3 separate regions of the Mus musculus genome follow, and regions 1 and 3 are each linked to region 2. The links are chromatin contacts, called in public HiChIP or PLAC-seq maps. All regions are on one chromosome and are shown on one strand. The core of a region is the stretch at or near the end of the contact, and the rest is flanking DNA. Distances in the headings are between cores, read along the strand shown. Region 1 overlaps Pard3 (par-3 family cell polarity regulator). Region 2 holds the start of Tarbp1 (TAR RNA binding protein 1). Region 3 overlaps Pard3 (par-3 family cell polarity regulator).

Evidence for each region. HiChIP or PLAC-seq counts read pairs in DNA pulled down with a chosen protein or histone mark.
Region 1: a FOXA1 HiChIP or PLAC-seq map of pancreatic cancer cells shows a contact between it and region 2. The contact joins the enhancer-like site here to the promoter of Tarbp1 in region 2. A contact is called at or near these places in 12 of 39 promoter capture datasets (the 3T3-L1 cell line, the C10 cell line, the HPC-7 cell line and 7 more), 5 of 484 Hi-C or Micro-C datasets (Th1 cells, cerebellum, cerebral cortex and 2 more), 3 of 115 datasets of contacts at active chromatin or transcription factors (large pre-B cells, pancreatic cancer cells and stem cell-derived neural progenitor cells) and 1 of 9 other capture datasets (macrophages).
Region 3: a contact with region 2 is called in a FOXA1 HiChIP or PLAC-seq map of pancreatic cancer cells. The contact joins the enhancer-like site here to the promoter of Tarbp1 in region 2. A contact is called at or near these places in 8 of 39 promoter capture datasets (the 3T3-L1 cell line, 3T3-L1-derived adipocytes, the C10 cell line and 3 more) and 1 of 115 datasets of contacts at active chromatin or transcription factors (pancreatic cancer cells).

Annotation. Positions count from the first base shown.
Region 1 is chr8:127,178,830-127,183,572 of GRCm38.p6, reverse strand. All of the region lies in intron 2 of Pard3 (par-3 family cell polarity regulator), which reads right to left. Among named protein-coding and RNA genes, the nearest start is that of Pard3, 120 kb to the right of the region's middle. Within about 2 kb of position 1,337, at least 15 of the 459 cell types and tissues checked have an H3K27ac peak or open chromatin away from gene starts, as enhancers often do. A contact at or near this core is called in pancreatic cancer cells, where this site is marked.
Region 2 is chr8:126,473,259-126,477,553 of GRCm38.p6, reverse strand. It overlaps Tarbp1 (TAR RNA binding protein 1), which reads left to right and starts at 2,489. Exons shown (of 30, transcript NM_001159907.1): 1 at 2,489-3,299. The coding sequence starts at 2,489. It also overlaps the pseudogene Gm6091.
Region 3 is chr8:127,086,906-127,091,495 of GRCm38.p6, reverse strand. The region is part of intron 1 of Pard3 (par-3 family cell polarity regulator); the gene reads right to left. Among named protein-coding and RNA genes, the nearest start is that of Pard3, 25 kb to the right of the region's middle. Within about 2 kb of position 2,880, at least 20 of the 459 cell types and tissues checked have an H3K27ac peak or open chromatin away from gene starts, as enhancers often do. A contact at or near this core is called in pancreatic cancer cells, where this site is marked.

The sequences.
Region 1 (4,743 bases), core at 88-2,587, 710 kb before region 2:
TTCTTTCTTTTGGTCTGAGGAAAGAAGGAACCTTATTCCCAGCATCTTTCCCTTAATACTGAGCACCCATTGTCCCTTGAGTCTCCTTCCTAAGAGGGAATCAAGCCAGCTGTTTCTCTGCCATCCAAGGCATTACCTACTGAGCCAAAAGTGGCTACACACAGGGAGGACAGAAAGAGAATCTGGGCATGGTGGTATAAGGTTATAACCGTAGCACTTGGGAAAATGAGGCAGGAGGTCCAACCGTTACCCAAAATAAATACAGACAAACAGAGCAGGAACTGAAGATGTCCGGAGAGCCACCACAGTGATGCTCCCTATCCTCGGTAACCACTGGGACTACCAGCCTAGTCCTCAAGGGACCTGGAAGTTCTCCTCAGCCAACCCAATGTGACAACAGTCTTCAAGATGCCAATAAAGCCCCCTAGCACAGATGACTCCCAAGTCCTTCTCAGCACACAGCTGCTCTGCAAAACCAAAGTGCCGTTTCGTTCTCCTGAAGTAGAACTGGGACACCTGTGCGGTTCCAAGGCTAACACAAAGCTCTCACCTAGGACCTGAGACACCATGAAGCAACCACTGTGCTGTGCAGAGCCACCCCATTCCCAGGAGAGTGGATCTCAGCATTAAGTCACACTGAGCAAGTACTGGGGGCCTCACCTGAGGCTGGCTGTACATAGGTCTAACAGTGCATACTGAGGTGAGGCCCAGCTTTTAGTGAAGATGTGCCATGTTCATTTCCTTGGGTCCTTCACGTTCTGTATGGAGAAGCACAGGGCAAAGCCACTAACTGGCCGCCTCCCTCATGCAGGCATCTCGGGTTTTCCTCAGAAAACCCATTATCCCTGATATTCTTCCCAACCTTCCCTTGCCGGTTTCCCACTTCTCAGTGCAGTTGTGCAATTGAAACAGATTTTTAGGCCTGGTCAGTATCCTTGAAGGAACAGGCAAAACCAAGGCAGAGAAATTTCCAGCAGACACCCCCACGATAACCTACACTTCCCACACTGCTCACAGAAGCTGTGCGATGGCCTCACTCAAATGGAGCAAGGAGAAGATGCACCTGTGTGTGCTCACAGGCTCCCAAACAGCATCAAATGAACAGACATATTCTGGGGAAAGGGAATCAGTCAGTCCAGGCCTAAGTACAGCCATGTACAGTGATTAGTCAAACTCCTCAATCAAACAGAGGAGCTTGTACAAATTCGCAAGCAGACTTGTCAGGAAACTGTTTAAAAGTTGTCAGCTAAAGAAAGTGGTGCTGGTGGGGTGCAGATGTGACGGCTAAAGACTTGCCAGAGTGGCAGAACTCAGAGTTCTGAGAGAGGATAATGAGGGAAAAATGTTCCGAGTGTGGGGGCAGACCTGCTGAAAAAGAAAGACTGTGTTTCATAAGATCCAACAACAGATGAGTCCCAGTAGCTTCCACCCCAATACCCAATAATGACTTCCTCAATTCCCCAGAGATTAGTAATCATCACCAGAAAGAACTGAACTCCTTCTTTGTTTAGACAAAACCCCTCCTTAGGAACTAGCAGTTTCTACAATGAACTCTGGAAACAGCATAGCATCAATGGCCTAGCCATGATCAAGAGCTGACATTCTTTAAAGAAAGAGGAAGGTACTGAGATTGGGCTATGGAAATGCACAGAGGTTAGGCTGACCCACAGGACCCTGAGAAAGCCACAGTGTGTCCACAACATTTGGTCAAAAAGCAGATTTTGCCACCTCTGACCCTGATGACTATCAGATGAAACTTCAGGGCAAAAATAAGATTCCAGGAAGAGACAGTGCAGTGCATGGTGCGCAGACATGAACACTAGTCATGGGGGGATGCTCATACGCTGAGCCCCAGTAACACAAGACATGAGCCCACAAGACAATCTGTAGGCATATATTTTTCTCAACCAACTTTAATAAGGGTTCAACCTCCACTCTAGCCCACCACCCACCAGAGGCAGTAGAAGAGAAAGGTTATTAGGGTACGGGGAAGCAGACCTGTTTAGAAATAGTTCTTTGGGGGAGATTTCAATCTTTGCTGTTCTTAGCCCAGTCCACTAGCAAACACCAAGCATGAATCAGCAGCTGCAGACCAGTCTACTTGGCAGACACCACACACAAATCAGCAAGGGCAGTTCAATCCAGAAGAAACCACAAGGTTTGACAACTGGCCCAAGTCCACGGAAATATCAAGAAGCCACAGGAACCTCACAAGAAGTTCTTTGGTGAGTGTTTCTCTCTGTGAAGTTACCATAGGCAGAGCTCAGCAATGCAATGCGAGATAAACCAATACATGCATGTCAGCAATGCTAGTAAGACAGACAGAGCAAAGCAAACCAATGTTTGAGCTCTCACTGACTATGGGGTCATATTTATATTCTTTCTAAACATCGCACATTCTTTTTTTTGTGTTTTGTTTTGTTTTGTTTTTCGAGACAGGGTTTCTCTGACTAGCCCTGGATGTCCTGGAACTCACTTTGTAGACCAGGCTGGCCTCGAACTCAGAAATCCACCTGCCTCTGCCTCCTGAGTGCTGGGATTAAAGGCGTGCGTCACCACACCCAGCTAACATCGCACTTTCATTCACATGTCTGCTATAGCAAAACATCCTTTCACCTGTGTGCCCCAGCAAAACATCATTTGGCATAACTGACTTTCCAAAGAAACCAGACGTTTCCACCTCACAGTCCGCATCTTGTCTTTATTAAGTGGTTTAATGTGAAACTGACAGCCTTATAGGAAATACGGGTATGATGGCATGGTTCTAATGAGATGAGGTGAAGGAAAACACACCTGGGGCCGGTAAAATTGTGAAGGAAATTAAAAAAAAAAAAAACAGTTCAAAGAACTATCAGAGAACCCTACTGTTCACTTCCTGAAAAGGATCTTCAAAGAAAAGAAAGTGAGAATTAAAGACAACTAATATAAGTAAAGTAACAGTCTCCCCTCGAAGCAACACGGAGTGATAGGAATGATTGGCGTTCACATGTGACCTGAGAGGTGGACACAGAGCTAAGCTAAATGACCCAAACTTTGCCATTCAGGATGCAAGAAGCCCCCTACCTTTCCATGGGAAAGCACCCATGAATCTACAGCAACGCATAGCTGTTTAAATGATTGACAAGATAGCTTCACGGGTCAGCAGAATGCCTATGGTGCTAATATTAGTGAAGTTCAGGCCAGACCCAATCACATCTGTCTACTTCCTATTAGACTACTTCCTTGATGCCGCTGAATCTATTCACTTATCAGACTCAAAACTTTGGGCTCGACCACCATAAGCTCTTCCCAAGCTGCTAGTTAACATGAGGGCACTGATCTGCCACACAGGCACACAGCACACATTTCCACACCCTGCCTACTTAGAAACCAAATTTCCCCTCAGGTCTGAGATGGCCATACAATCCCCTTAGGGATAGAGACAGCCCCAGGTCAGATCCTCAGAACATTCTGACCCTTAGCTTTTCCTTCCAAAATTATAATCTGACCCTGACTATTCACATCTGCTTACAGTTTCCCCTATGTACCCCTGCTGGAAAAAAAAAAAAGTGAATTAAGCATTTAATGCCTTTGCTTCTTTCCTGTTACGTGACAAACACTTCTTCTGAACCCAAAACTCCACTGACCCTCTGTTGAGCTCAGTAAAAACTTTATCAATGCAGTCAGTCTTCAGGATCTATGGGGGACTGATCCCAGGATCCCACAGGTACCACCACCTAGGTAGCTGCTCAAATTGCTGGTGTCAAGATGGTGCAAACTTTTCACAGAATTTATCCACACAAACTCTGCCATGCACTGTATTGGTGGTGCTGGGAGTCATGCCAGGCAAGCATTGACTCCTCCTGCACCCATTATATCCGGTCTACATTACATAATACCTAACAGAACCATTAAAATGTGATGGGTACAGCTGCCATGTTACATTGTTTAAGTAAGAACAAAGAGACAGAAAGGTCTGTATACTTTTTAAAAATGCAATTTTTAGGGTTTGTTTTCATTTTTTTATTTACTTTTCCAGAATATTTCTGACTTGGGGTTGAATTCACAGATGCAAAATTTATACATTACAGGGTTGGCTGTATTGACTACTCAAGCATGTTATATATTTTTTTAAAAAACACTTTTAATAAAAAAAAAAACTCACTTCCCTTATGACCAGGTTTCATGTGCTTTAAAATATTCATTCAACCTTAACCATTTTATGGCGACAATTTAAAAATGGGTCCATTCAGAGGAAAAATAACTTAGCTCCATGTATACAACCACCATTCTTATTTTTTAAAAAAAATGGAGTCTTAACATAAATACAGTATTACAATGTATCTTTTAGGGCTGCCTGCCTGGCTCTTTCAAAGTATATGTTTTTATGTATCTTTGTATCTTTTAAGTTCCCATTGATCTCTTTGTATGTTTTATTTATAAAATGCAAACTGGTAGTATCCTAGCTTGTGTTTCTCCCAGGCAAACAGAACGTGGGACCTGACATGGGACAGAAACAGAGAAAGTGGAATATGGACAGAACAGGAGTGCTGGTCTAAAAAAAAAAAAAAAAAAAATCAGAACCCATTTTGAGGGTGCATAGGGAACGGCAGCCCTAGAAACAAAGACACTCTCCCTGTCTGCACTGTGCTCTAAGGATGCTGCATTTTCATGCAAGGGCAGGAACAAAATCTCAGTAGATATATGTGCTCTGTAATCCAAATCCTTATGAGTAGGGCACAGAGAAAACACTAGGGGGCAGTA
Region 2 (4,295 bases), core at 1,240-3,739:
GGAAACATCTCTCCCACCTGTTTCCCCAACCCAGACTGATCTTGAGTTGTAGCCCAGGCAGGTGACCCTCCTGCCTCAGACTTCTGATATTTGCTTATAGTGACAATCATGTACACCTGACTTCATGACTTATCAGTGTGTGGAGTAGTGGAGTATAGGCTTGTATTGGCCTGTGAGGTTGGGGCTGCTCACCGTGTGTGTGCATGCGCGCGCGTGTGCTTGGGGTTGATGTATGGTGTCTTCCTCTATCACCCTCTATCTTGCGTGGTTTTTTTTTTTTTGTTGTTGTTGTTTTGTTTTGTTTTGTTTTCCAGACAGGGTTTCTCTGTGTAGCCCTGGCTGTCCCAGAACTCACTCTGTAGACCAGACTGTCCTTGAAGTCAGAGATTTGCCTGTCTCTGCCTCCCAAGTGCTGGGATTAAAGGCGTACTCCACCCCTGCCCCGCCCTCTGCCTTGTGTTTGTTTGTTTGTTTGTTTGTTTGAGACAAGGCATCCTTTGTAGTCCTGGCTGTCTTGGAACTCACACTGTAGACCAGGCTGGCCTTGAATTCCCAGTGATCCTCCTGCCTCAGCTTCTCCAGGGCTGGGATTAAAGGTTTGTGTCACCCATACCCTGATTTCCACCTTGTTCTTAAGAGTCAGGCTCTCGCTTTTTGAGTTGTTGGCGGGCAAATGTTCCAGGCTGCGTGCAGTGCGGCGAAATATCCCCACCCACGGACTCTCGGTGCTAAAGTTTGCACAGCTGCCATGAGCTACATCAATCTACCCACCGTGCTGCCCAGCTCCCCCAGCAAGACCCGGGGGCAGATTCAGGTGATTTTCGGGCCCATGTTCTCAGGGAAAAGCACGGAGCTGATGAGAAGAGTCCGGCGCTTCCAGATCGCCCAGTACAAGTGCCTGGTCATCAAGTATGCCAAAGACACGCGCTATAGCAACAGCTTCTCCACACATGATCGGAACACCATTGACGCATTGCCAGCCTGCATGCTCCGCGATGTGACCCAGGAGTCCTTGAGTGTGGCCGTCATTGGCATCGATGAGGGGCAGTTTTTTCCTGACATTGTGGATTTCTGTGAAATGATGGCCAACGAGGGCAAGACAGTAATTGTGGCAGCACTGGATGGGACCTTCCAGAGGAAGGCTTTCGGCAGCATCTTGAACCTGGTGCCCCTGGCGGAGAGTGTGGTGAAGCTCACCGCTGTGTGCATGGAGTGCTTCCGAGAAGCTGCCTACACGAAGAGGCTGGGTCTGGAGAAAGAGGTGGAGGTGATTGGCGGAGCCGACAAGTATCACTCCGTGTGCCGCCTGTGCTACTTTAAGAAGTCTTCAGCCCAGGCTGCTGGGTCAGACAACAAAGAGAACTGTCTGGTGCTGGGGCAGCCGGGAGAGGCCTTGGCTGTCAAGAAGCTCTTTGCCTCTCAGCAAGTCCTACAATACAACTCTGCCAACTGAGGGGACCTGGGGCCTGCCAGCTCCTACCCAGGTTGGACTCTCAGAGAGCAGGGGGAGCGCGGGCCTATCATTCCTAATGGACACTGTGCCTTGAACGGGCTCATCCATCGTCCACTCGCTGAAGCCGTTTTCAGTTCCCTTCTTGATTGCCAAGATGCCTCAATGCAGGCTGGAGCCCAGACCCTGCCTGGTGGCTAGGGGTCCCGCGTTCAGCCAAAGGTGAGGACAGAGCTGTCCACCATTGTGACACTGGTGGGGCTAGTTTCTTCCTTGTTGGTGGCTGGGTTTCAGTCTCAGAGCCCCACCCTCACCAAGGCTCCAGGCCTCTCACAGCTCCCCCATTTATGCCTAAACATTCTCTCCTCAGAACCCCAGCTCTTAGTGAGCCACTTTTCTTGTGCAAAGTGAACAATATTAAAGTTTACTACTAATGAAAAAAAAAAAAGAGTCAGGCTCTCTCACTGGACCTGGAACTGATCTCAGCCATACTGGCTCATCAGCGACTCGGGGGAGTCGGGGAGGGGGGGGGCGGCGGGGAGATGTGTCTCCACCACGCAGGATGGTAGTTACCTCTCCATGGGATCCTAACTCAGATGTTCATGCTTTCATAACATGCCCTTTTCCTACTGACCAATCTTCTCAGCTCTCATAACTTATTTTCAAAACATAAATCCAGATTTCATTTGTGATCCATTGTTTTAGAGACTTTGTGGTAACTCTTAACATGCACCCTTTTAAAAAGCAGCCATCTGGGGGGATTGCAGGATATCTATGTGAATTTAGGGCCAGCTAGAAAATTTAGGCCCTAGGCCTATTTCCAATCGGGAACTTCGGAACTGGTGTAATACTATGTCTGCAGCAACTCTTTTTACTAAAAACTGTGAGTGGCAGGAGGCATCACACTCCCAACAAAGTTGAAGGAACCTTATGCGGTCCTATGCCGGGCAGGGTATGTGTGGGTGGGAACCTCTCGCCGCGCACGCGCACTCGCGCTTAGGGTGGCCGGCGCACGCGCACAGGTCTACTCCCCGCGAAATGGAGCGGGTGTTGGCGGACGCGCTTCTAACGCAGAGTCGGGAGCCCGGCGAGTTGCTGGGCGCGCTGTGCGGCGGGGAGGCGAGTGCGGAGCGGGCGGAGACCCTGCGCCTGGTGCTGCAGCGGCTGGAGGAGCGCGGCGCGGGCGCCGGCGCGCTGGCCAAGGCGGCACACGAGGTGGCCAGGGACCACCTGGTGCCCTTACTGCACGCGTCCCAGGGCGGAGGGCCTGCGAGGCCCCGCGTGCTCCGAGCGGCGAGTGCGGCGCTGCGCTCGTGCGCGCGCCTGGCAGGACCGGAGCTGGCAGTCACTCTGGCCGAAGAAGCGCTGCGCGAGCTGCCGAGCGCGCCAGCCGTGGAGCTGCTGGCCGCCGTGGCGCCGTGTTTACGCGCGCCGGAGGATGCCCCGCTGCTGCGTCGCCTGGGGCGCGCGTCTGTGGAGCTGGCGCTGGCCGGGGACGCGCCGCCGGCCGTGGGAGCGCGCCTGCTGCCCGCGCTGGCACAGAGCGCAGAACCGGCTCTGCGTGCGGCGTGGGACGCGCTGAGCTCCGCGGGACCGGGAGCTGAGGGCAGCACTGGGCCAGAACTGCTGGTGCTGAGCGCACTGGCCGAGAAGCTGCTGACCAACCATGAGCGCCACGGGGATCTCGACGCCCGTCTCTGCGGCCGCTTCTGGAGAACCGTCCAGGCGGGGCTGGGCCGCGCGCAGGACGGGCTCACGCGAAAGCGCGCGCGCTACCTGCTGCAGAGGGCTGTACAGGTGTCTGCAGAGCTGGCGGTGGACTGCTCCTGCAGCCCCCAGGACACAAAAGGTACCCACTTGTCTCTCTAAAAAACAAAATTGTGTGTGTGTGTGTGTGTGTGTGTGTGTGTGCGCGCGCGCGCGCGTGCCTGTGTAAGTTTATGTGCATCACGTGCGTATGCTTGGGAGGGCATCAAATCCCCTTGAGCTGGAGTTAAAGGCAATTGTGAACTACCTGATGTGTGTGTTGGGAGTCAAACTCCAGTCCTCTAGAAGAACATCAAGTGCTCTTAACCCCTGAACCATCTCTCCAGACTGGCACCTACTTATCTCTTTGCCCCAGCCACACTCTGCTACCTCAAACCAGCCTTCAAGGGGCGTCCACCTCATCCTGAGCGGATTTGACACTTGCATGTGGTACCCTACACCGGCCTCCTCCTGCACTTTGGGAAAAGTGGACCCAGTGAAGGTTAAGATATCGCACACGCGGTAGCATGCTCTGTGTAAAACCAAGCCTGCTCCACGCCTTTACATCCTGATAGAAAAAAAGTTGACATCCGTATCAAACTGAAAGAAGGGTGCTGTGTAACCCAAGTTAATGTTTGAAACTCGAGGTACGGAATCAAATATTAATCCCTTGACATTCCCTTTAGGAATATTAGGAGCAGGGTTAGTTAGTGCTTTCTAAACATAACCCTTAAGTCATCGTGTGTGCTTGCGCCCAGGCCTAAAGTCAACAGGTGTTGTCCTTGATTATTCTCCATTTTATTTTTGGGCCAGGGTCTCTCTCGCTTGCTCTCTCTGAATCTGGAACTCAGGATTCAGACGCTTTCTTTCTGAAGTTTGGAATTGTGTTTCCTCATGGTCTCTGCACATTTGTGGTTTTGTGGGTGATCCATCTTTCCTGTCTCTGCAGGAATGCTCTCTTGGGGCCTCCTGCATTCAAAGCAGAGCTGGGACTGTAAACAGCTTGGTTTTGTCTTTAGGGCTTGAGTGATAGTTTGCTCAGGTCCAACTTCTATGGGGGAGACATTTCCATCCACATTTTAAAGGCTTCCATCCATCC
Region 3 (4,590 bases), core at 1,631-4,130, 610 kb before region 2:
AACCTTCACAGCAAATGTTTCAGCACAGCAAACTGCCAAAATTCTTGATTCTCAGTTCAGGAGAATCTTCCACCAGACTGGGGTTAGGGACTCCTCTGCTTCCTATGTCCCCTGTCCTTCTAACCTTCCTCAAATCAGATAGGTCCTCCTCAGGGTAGGAAAATCAAGGCGAGCACTGTACCACCCTCTATCATGTGAGCAGAGAAAGGAGCTCAGCTCAAACAAACAGGGTGCAGAGCTGGGTTAAAGCTTTATTCTCTAGGACTCCTTACAAATGGAGAGCGCACAGCTTGCAACTGCGTGGCTTCGGGAGGCTCGCTCATGGTTGTGCAGCCATGTCCACAAGCCTGCAAGCCTGAGTGTTTCTCTGCCTTAGGAGCAGCAGATTCTGGTAAAACCTGGGGCTCTGAGAAGAACAAAGGGAGAACAAACACTGTTGCTCATGACCCATGACCCCATCTTAGCCGGAACATGAAAACTTGCCTGTTCAGAATATGGCTGTAAAATGCCATACACACACAATATTCAACAAGAAGAATTATATGAGGTAATCAAACAGTGAATTGGTCCTACTTCCTGGGACCACACTAGCAACTGTTTTCATAAGACATTGAAGTCTTTCATTATTGAACCCACAGTTGAACTTCTTTAAATTTCACCACTGTGTGCAGCTTCACCTACCATATTCAAGTTCTGTGCTGTCTCAAATGGGGAGAGAGAAGGGACCTGGAAGAATATTGGTTCCTTGTGAGAGGACCAAGCAGTTTCTCGGTCTGCTGAACTCTAAACCCTGGGACCTAGCAAATTCTAAGTCAGAGTTAGATTTGTTGGATTTTAAACACTGGGCTTGGCACAGGCAGAAAGCAATCACTGTTTCAATGAACTCATGTGGTACAAGGTCACAGTATTGCTACAGTGCCTTAATTTCAGCTTGGGTATTCCCCTTCAGAGTCGTATGTCATGGATGCAGGGAGCGTATGAGGTCTGTGCTGCTGAGTGGTAAATAGCAAAAAATCAGTGATAGTGAAAATCTACAGACATTGCAAACTTGCAAACTCGCATCCTAATTGAAGATGTCCCCTTAGAAGCAGGCCTACAGCACACGGCATCAGAGCACCTCAGCAAAGCTGTGGGGAGATTATTCCACTGCACCCAAAACATCTACACATCTAGAAGAAACCCCCAGTTTTCAACTCTAAAGTACACTGTGCGAATTTATGAACTAAGAGACTATGACTCCATTGACATAAATGACAGACCATGTTTCCCTGTGTGCAGGTACATACCTAGAACCCCAGAGCTGATAAGTAGAGGCCCAGCCTGGACTACAAAGTTTCAAGGAAACCCTGGGAGAGTGAGGACTTGCCTCAGAAAACAAAGAACAACAAACAAACAAACAGACAGACAGACAGACAGATAGACAACCAATAGTATTAAGACTTCTGGATACCAGGCTGGAGCAATGGTTCGGTGATTAGAGAACTGGCCGATCTTTCAGAAAACTCAGGTTCGATTCCCAGCAGCCACATGGTGGCTCATAACTATCTGTAATTTTAGTTCCAGGGATCCAACATCCTCTTCTGGCCTCCAAGGGCACCAAGCACACATCCGGTACACAAGCAAAAACACTCATAAAGAAAAAATAAACTAAAGTAAATAAATGAATAAATAAATAAAGACTTCTGGGTAGGACCTGAAATCAATAATGACGCCCTGTCTTTCCAAGGACACCCTGTTTCTTCCCCTTCTACCCCCAGATGCCACTGTACACCCATGGGTAAGCCACCCATGACACTACTCACTACACTGAGCATGACAGCAACTGCATCGTTTCTACCAATGATTTCAAAGTTACTGAAACTTGCTGACAAAAAAATTTTAAAAATTTAAAAAATTAAAAATTCTGGAATATAAATTTCCAAGAACCATTGTGCTTTTCTATATTCTGCCCCTGAAGATGAATGCTCTCCAAAATTAGAGTCACAGAAACTATTTGCAAAATGGTTTAAGAGTGCTCCTAGTTAAGTCCAAATTCTAGTTTATGCCAGGCCGCTATGGTATTCCGTGCAACACTCTCAAAATAGCTTCAGACCGATGGAGAATACAAAGTAACAATTGACTTAATAGGGGCCTTAAGCACTTCCCTTACCCTAGTAATAAAATTTTGTTGGCAGTATTTTCAGGGATAAACGTCTCATTATTGAAAGCCTCTAATCAGAAAGGTGTCACATGCACCCTGCACTACAGAGTTATTTCTCCGAGGTCACCAAGACACACAATGGGAGGAAATCCGGCTCTGCCGTGAAAAGTCTGCTGGGAGTCATTAATAAAATCATTGCGAAGGAGAAACTTAGGCTTCGGTCTTGGGCCTGCCTTATCCAACGGGCAGACAACATACTCCTAGTCTCTTAAAAGGGTTTTTAGAGAAGCTGTACTTCTTAAATAAAAGAGAGATGAAATTCCAAATAGCTGTTGTTTCTCTGTTCGGTTTCTGTGTGTGAAACAAGACTTCTCAACCAACACAAAAAACAATAGTCAGTCCAGAAGGAAGACACAATGCAACTGTAATATGAAAATGCTAGAAACACCACTCACAACAGCAAGCACAAGAAGAAGCCAAAATTCAGCGTTTGGGCTAATCACAAGATGGTATGGGTTATATATATATACAATGGTAGACACAAAAGCAACCCAGGGTGTCGTATAGATGAAGAATGTGTTTGCACTGATTTGTACTTGCTGTGAACTTGGGACAGGTGCTCAGGTTCACGGTCGGTGCTTCTCAGTTCAAGCTAGGTATCCAATAAAGCTGTGATTGTTTAAGGACTGGAGCCTGGCTCCACCTGGCCCACCAGAGCACCACAGGCATGCACAAATCAAGGACAGATGTCACGGTGGGGCTTCTGGGTCTCACAGTTGGTGTTCCCTCCCTGGTGACGGATGCATCCTTGCAGGAGGGAGCGATTGGATTTCCCTCCCCGCCCCCACCCCCCGCAACCCCCCACGACCTAAGCCCATGCTCCTTATATGGCAGAAAGGCTTGGTAGGGGGTATGGCATTTCCTGTCGGCTCTTTGGTCATTCCCCTTTCCCTCTTTATTGATTTCTTCTGGTGGTTTCCACATTTGGAGAAATGGAACAGAATAAACAGATTCATCAGCCCCTCTGCGTGGTTTGCTTATTTGCTTGCTTGTTTTTAACAGTTAATGCTTGGACTGGGAGTGTTACTCAGCTGGTAAAGTGCTTGCCTAGCATGCATGATATCCAGTGAAACAGAGCCAGGAACTCCTGTGAATGCACACATAATATACAATAAAACATTTCCTGTGGAATCATGATATACTGTGAAACAAAACCAGGGTCTCCTGTGAACACATGCATGATACACAGTGGAACAGAGCCTAGGAAGTCCGTGAATGCATGAATGATAAACGACACAATAATACCAGGATCTCCTGTGGATGCATTATACACTGTAAAACATAGATAGCTAGGGTTTCCTGTGGATGTAAGTATGACATAGAGTAAAACAGCCAGGTTCTCCCGCCCTGGGGAAAGGATTCCACGGGGCACACTAGCTGTCATGAGGAAGGTCCTGTGCCAACTGGGTGTTCTGTTATAGATGGTTCTGTTTCTTACAGATGGTTCTGTGCAACTGTGAAGGAAAGTCACTCCTGCATGGTCTAAGAGTGTACCAAGATCTTAGAATGTTTGGAGGAAAAAAAAACCAGTGAAACAGAAATAGCTGTTAACTTTCTTACTCACTAAAGATACTCTTGTAAAGTCAAATGTCAATCCTAAGCAAACACAGCCCTGGGCTTTTCCTGAGGCAATAAATTAACTCTTAAGTTTGACATTTTATTTCATTTGTGAAGTGTGGTATTGAGTAATTTTCTGTCAGTTCATGTGCAAATAGACCAGTTCCATTAAAACACATTCTTCGGATCTGGAGAGATTGCTCAGTGGTTAAGAGCACTTACTGCTCTCACAGAAGACCCACACTGGGTTCTCAGCACCCTTCATGGATGGCTTACAACTGCCTATAATTTCAGCTCCAGGGGATCTGATGCCCTCTGGTTATCTGGTGCAAAGCTTATCTTAGACTCTTTATCTGAGTAATATTCCCAGCAGGTACCCCTGCTCTTATGTCTCCATATGCTCTTTGAAATGTTTAAGTGCCATGGTCTGGGCAGGAGCTCCAGGTTCAGTTCCAAGGAGGAAAGGGGAGAGTGAAATTCAGAAAACTTGAGCTACATCTGAGGATCTAGCTCAGTGAGCAGAGTGCTGCCACGAGAGGAGAACCTACAGCAGAACATGGAAGCAACAGCTATCTCTGCAACTCTACGAACACTCCTGTGTGAGATGGAGGTGGAGACAAGAGAAATGTGGGGGCTGCCTGTGGTGATTAACACACTCTGAAACAAGGTGCAAGGGGAAGACTCACACCTAAGACTGTCCTCTGATCTACACACACACTCACACACATACACACACTCACATACACACACTCACATACACACTCACACACTTAGACACTCGTTCACACACATACTCACACACATACACTCACACATACACACACTCATACACA